2 separate regions of the Callithrix jacchus genome follow, and region 1 is linked to region 2. A link is a contact called in public Hi-C data. All regions are on one chromosome and are shown on one strand. The core of a region is the stretch at or near the end of the contact, and the rest is flanking DNA. Distances in the headings are between cores, read along the strand shown. Region 1 has its middle 40 kb from the start of ZBTB18. Region 2 has its middle 73 kb from the start of SPMIP3.

Region 1 (2,700 bases), core at 166-2,665, 200 kb after region 2:
TGAGCCTAGGCTGCCTGAAAACCGCCCCAGTTCAAGAGCAAAGGCTCAATAAAATGTCACTCTTATTAACGCAGTGAAATTCTATTCATTGACTTAATGAATATTGATTCAGCACCCGCTCTATGCCAGGCACTGTGCTTTACTCACTGACATAGAATGGTGGGCAAGCACGCACAGGGTCTGTGCCCCTCATAGAGCATCATGGTGAATTGTAAAAACAGCCACAGGTTCAGCAGGTTCCCCTCCATACCATCCCACTTTGATGCGAAACTCAGCCACGTGACTGGCTTTGAGCGATGGTTGGTTGGCCGATACACCCAAGCAGAGGCTTGGGTAATGCTTGTACTCTGTCCTGCCTGGCCACTCATAGAACTCCCTGCTGCCACCACTGTGTGAAAAAGCCCAGGGAAGCCAGCTGGATGGTGAGAGACACATGGCCTAATTGCCAGTGTCTCACTGGCTAACAGCTACCACCTTCTAAAACGTGAGTGAGGCCATCCTACGGTCATTGCTGCCACATGACCCACTAGTTGACCAGAGACACTTTAGAGAACGCAGCAGAAATCAGCTGACTTGGCTTAGATCAGAAAAGCTACCCAGTCAGCTCATAGAATTGTGAGCTACATACACCGTGGTGGTTTTATAAAATTCAGTTTTGGGTAGTTTCTTACGCAGCCAGAGCTAACCGATACAAGCATATGGCCTACCACAGGGACCAATACACTTTTTCCATAAGGGACCGGGTAGTAAATACTTCTCCTTTGCAGGCCATAAGATCTTTGTTGAAACTACTCAGCTCTGCAGTTGCAGCTCAAAAGGAGCCATAGCCAATACAGAAATGAGCCGTTGCAGCTGGGTTTGGCCTCGTGGCTGTTGTTTGTCAACCCCTGCTCTAGCACAAGAAACAGACGTTACTCAAATAATCACAGAAAGAAATGTGTGCGTGTAAACTGCAATCTCATCTGTGCAGCCAAGGCTCCTCAGGCTGTTAGAAAGCATGATCAGAGAACCTGCCCCAGGCTGATAATTCAGTTAAGGTGTCTTGGTTAGACTTCCCCAGAAGCTGACCCCGAGATAAGGATTTGAGGATGAGCAGGCTAATCTCAGGAGCAAGTTAGGAGGGTGGAGAAGTGAGACAAAGAAGAAAACCCGTATCAGGAGAGTTAGGGAGCAGATTACCTGCAGGCAAGGGTGGCTTAGTCCCCCGGGGCCTCCAGGAGCCAGGCTAGGTCACCTCGGGGGTGCGAGGAGGCTGGGTTATATATTCTCCAACTCCCAGCCATTGTTGCTGGAGGCTGATCCTGGAGGTGTCAACTCTCTGCCATTCTGTTCTGCCCCCACGCACTCCTGCAGCCAGAGAAAGCACTCGGGCAGAGAGGAGCAGCTTGCAGCAAGAAGCTGAACTGGGAGTGAGGCGTGCCAAGGAGATGTGGGTGGGCAGCAGCATCTGCCGCAGAAGGCTTCCCTGTGGGAGGAAGGTCTGAGATGCGCTCTAAAAGATGGGTAGGATGTACAGGTGAGAGAAGCTGCGGCTGAAGGGGAGATGTGGAGGAGGTCGCCTAGCGGGGAAGACACATAGAGAAACGAATAGAAGTCTGGAACTAAGCATTTGGGAAAATTCACAGGTAACACAGGCTGAGCCTTATATCCACCCTAAGGCCAGAGTAACAACGTACCACAAACTCCATGACAGAAAACAACAGAAATTTATTCTCTCACATTTCTAGAGGCCAGAAGTCAGCAAATCAAGGTGCTGGCAGGGATATGCTTCCTCTGATGGCTCTAGGGGAGGATCCTTCCCGGCCTCACTCCAGCTTCTGGTGGTCCCAGCAATCTTTGGCATTCCTTGTTTTGTGGACACATCACTGCAATCTCTGTCTCTTCACCACATGGCTGTCTGCCCTTCGTGTGTGTCTGCTTCCAAATCTTCCTCTTCTTATAAAGACACCAGTCATCAGATGAGAGCCCACCCAGATCCAACAGGACCTCCATTTAACGTCATTACGTCTGTGAAGATCCTGTTTCCAAAGAGGGTCACATTAACAGGTGCCGGGAGTTCGGATGTGAACTTAGCTTGTGGAGGGGATCTAATTCACCCCATAACAGAGACAGAGAAGGAGCAGCCACAGACGGGAGGAAAGTCAGGAGAGCGTGCTGTACTGGGTGCCCCTAGGAAAGCAGCACTTCGAGGAGGGAGTGAACCTCATGAATAAGATGAAGAGGCTCACGCCTGTAATCCCAGCACTTTGGGACGGCCGAGGTGGGAAGATTGGTTGAGTCCAGGAGTTCCAGACCAGCCTGGGCAACATAGTGAAGACTCCATCTCTACAAAAAATAAAAAAATTAGCCAAGCATGGCCACCCACATCTGTAGTCCCAGCTACTCAGGAGGCTGAGCGGGGAGGATTGCTTGAGCCCAGGAACTCAAGGCTGCAGTGAGTCAGGATCACACCACTGCACTCTAGCCTGTGTAACAGAGTAAGACCCTGTCTCAAAACAAACAAATAATGGCCAGGCGCAGTGGTTCACGCCTGTAATCCCAGCACGTTGGGAGGCCGAGGCGGGTGGATCACGAGGTCAAGAGATTGAGACCATCCTGGTCAACATGGTGAAACCCCGTCTCTACTAAAAATACAAAAAATTAGCTGGGCATGGTGGCGTGTGCCTGTAATCCCAGCTACTCAGGAGGCTGAGGCAGGAG
Region 2 (2,700 bases), core at 120-2,619:
GAGTAGCTGGGATTACAGGTGTCTGCCACCACACCTGGCTAATTTTTTGTATTTTTAGTAGAGATGGGGTTTCACCAGGTTGGTCAGGCTGGTCTTGAACTCCTGACCTTGTGATCTACCTGCCTCGGTCTCCCAAAGTGTTGGGATTACAGGCGAGAGCCACCGCCCTCGGCCAGCAATATGTATCTTTAGGAAAACATAAGACAGTCTGAAGTCCCTCTCTTTATTGAGTCCAGGGGTTTCTCTGATAGCAAGTTTAGTTATTAAAACAGATTTTGAGTTTCTAAAGTTTTACCAAGTATCTACCACTCTAGAGATTTTTAATTTATTTATGTGTATATAACCTTAACGTGGACAAGGCACTCTTCATATGCATGCTCTTATGTAAACACTATAAAACTCCAAGAATCGAACATTTATTACGACCGCCATTATACAGACGAGAAAACAGGTTCTTAAAGATGAAATGATTTGCTCAAGGATGATGTCACAAATCATCGATAGAACTTAAACGCGGAACCAACATTCTGACTCCAAACCCCATCGATGTTTCCCCCAAACGATACAAGATGTTTTCCTGAAATGTCTTAAATGAGAACACATGGACACAGGGAGGGGAGTACTAAACACTGGGGACTATTGGGGGGAAAAGGGGAGGGCCAGCGGGGGAGGGGGGAGCCGGGGAGGGATAGCCTGGGGAGAAATGCCAAATGTGGGTGAAGGGGAGAAAGGAAGCAAAACACACTGCCATGTGGGTACTTATGCAACTGTCTTGCATGTTCTGCACATGTACCCCCAAACCTAAAATGCAATAAAAAATTAAAAAAAAAAAAAAAAAAAAGAAAGAAAGCCCACATAAATACTTGGAAGGACCCTTCAAACGTCTTACCCAGCCCTGTGCTTTACGAGGCCGAGAAATTGATCTCCACGTGTGCATCCCGCACACGGCCACAAGATGGCAGGGTAGCCTCGATGATGGAGAAACTGGCTTCATCCCTTGCACCAGTAGAGGGCTGTAGTTCCATGTTTCAAAAAGTAGGAAACGAGAGAAAAAAAATAAATAAATTTAAAAAATAAAAATAAAAAAAAAAGAAGAAAAGAAAAACAAAACAAAACCCATCAGTGTCTACACTGATGAAATAGGATGGTGGGAGGTTTGTTTTTCTTTTTTCCTTTTCTTTTCTAAATTAGGCAGTGAGAGTTCAAACAAACAAGTGTCCATTTTCACCTCTGTGTTTGCTTTCGGAGGCACGAGGTCAGGACGTGGGCCAGCCGCCTGGCCTACATTATTCATCTGTCCAGTTCCAGCCCTGGAACAAACGTGAAGAAATGAAGTAGCTTCAGTCGAGGGAAAACAGTGTTGTTATTGTTGCTGGCGACAGTTCTATTTGCCAACAAACATAAAAACATACTTTGGAACCGAAATGGGTTTGTCAGAGGGAACTTTTGTTCCATGTTATGGCTGGGACGCTTCCAGATAGAAATCAGGATGGCATTTGAACTTCGGGAGGCAGGGAGAGAGCTGCGCACAGCAGCTACTGACCCGAAAGGCCAGGCCGTCAGCTGCAGTTTCATCTGGGTGTTGCTGACCGCAGCCCACGCGGCTCCGGGTTGCCAACTGGGGTCATTGCCCTGAATGGGTATTATGGGGGAGGAGACCAGGGCATGCGGTCCAGGAGGACGGGCTTACCACAAAAGGGGATTAACAGGCTTTGGAGTCTGAGTTTTTGGAAGGTGGTTCTCACTTTGGGACTTTGGGGTACTGAGAGCGGTCCTGATTCTGCTTTATTTGCTGTAAGATCTCAATTATCCCAGGATTGTTGGCAGCACCTTCGAGATCCCTTTGCTACGTGGATTAATTACTCCAGGGATAACGCCATCCTCGCTGTGTCTGCTGGTGAGCGTTTAGGGTCTGTAAACTCATGTACATGCCAGTCTGAGGGAGCATAATTCAGAAGGCCAATCTGCCCGTCCCCTGCTACTGTTACATAATTCAAGTTGAAGGTCCCGTCCACAGCTGTCCGGGGGCTGCCTCCTCCCTCGCAGATGGGAGAAGCTTGCTCGATGGACGACTTACACGGATACGCTATCTACCTGGAAAGAAGAGATGGCGATAAATTACTACCGTGGTGAATGGCATTAAAACGCCGCAGAACCAAAAGCTGTGTGTACATGTTAACTCCTGCCTCGCGTTGCCACTCCGCAAAGCTGCAGTATCACCGAACTCTTTGCGTTGAGCTCTAAAGCTGGAAAGGCATCTTAGAGATTAGCAGGTCCAGACGACCGTGTCTAAGACGGCGAGTTCCCCCCAGGAGGAGTTCCAGAAATGTTTGGTGGATGAGTGAGCCCCTCATTTTACAAACCACGTAACCGCCCCTGGGAAATGAAGCGATTGCCCCCCCATCGCACACCTCATTGGTGGTAGACGGGGCACTACAGCACAGCTGACTCTCAGGTTGGTCCTGGGTGGATTCCATTTTGCTGCCTCGCGTTTTAAAAATTCATTTTTATTTTTTTGCTGTTTTTTCTTTTCAAGCCTTATTTTCATCTACACTTTGCTTCAGAACTGCATAGTGATGAGGCAGAAGCCTCTTGTTCCTAGCCTTCAGATTCATTTGGGTCTTAATTTCCAACCACTGGGCTTCGTAAGCCTTAGCTGACCCTACAGTTAAAAAGTTTGGCCAGGCGAGGTGGCTCACG

Evidence for each region. Hi-C and Micro-C count contacts between places; a contact is called where the count stands out from the background.
Region 1: a Hi-C map of induced pluripotent stem cells shows a contact between it and region 2, with 4 times the contacts expected there. The contact joins two enhancer-like sites. A contact is called at or near these places in 2 of 3 Hi-C or Micro-C datasets (induced pluripotent stem cells and skeletal muscle).

The regions. Positions count from the first base shown.
Region 1 is chr19:42,047,511-42,050,210 of calJac240_pri, forward strand. No RefSeq gene overlaps it. Among named protein-coding and RNA genes, the nearest start is that of ZBTB18, 40 kb to the right of the region's middle. Within about 2 kb of position 1,416, at least 3 of the 16 cell types and tissues checked have an H3K27ac peak or open chromatin away from gene starts, as enhancers often do.
Region 2 is chr19:41,851,257-41,853,956 of calJac240_pri, forward strand. No RefSeq gene overlaps it. Among named protein-coding and RNA genes, the nearest start is that of SPMIP3, 73 kb to the left of the region's middle. Within about 2 kb of position 1,370, at least 6 of the 16 cell types and tissues checked have an H3K27ac peak or open chromatin away from gene starts, as enhancers often do.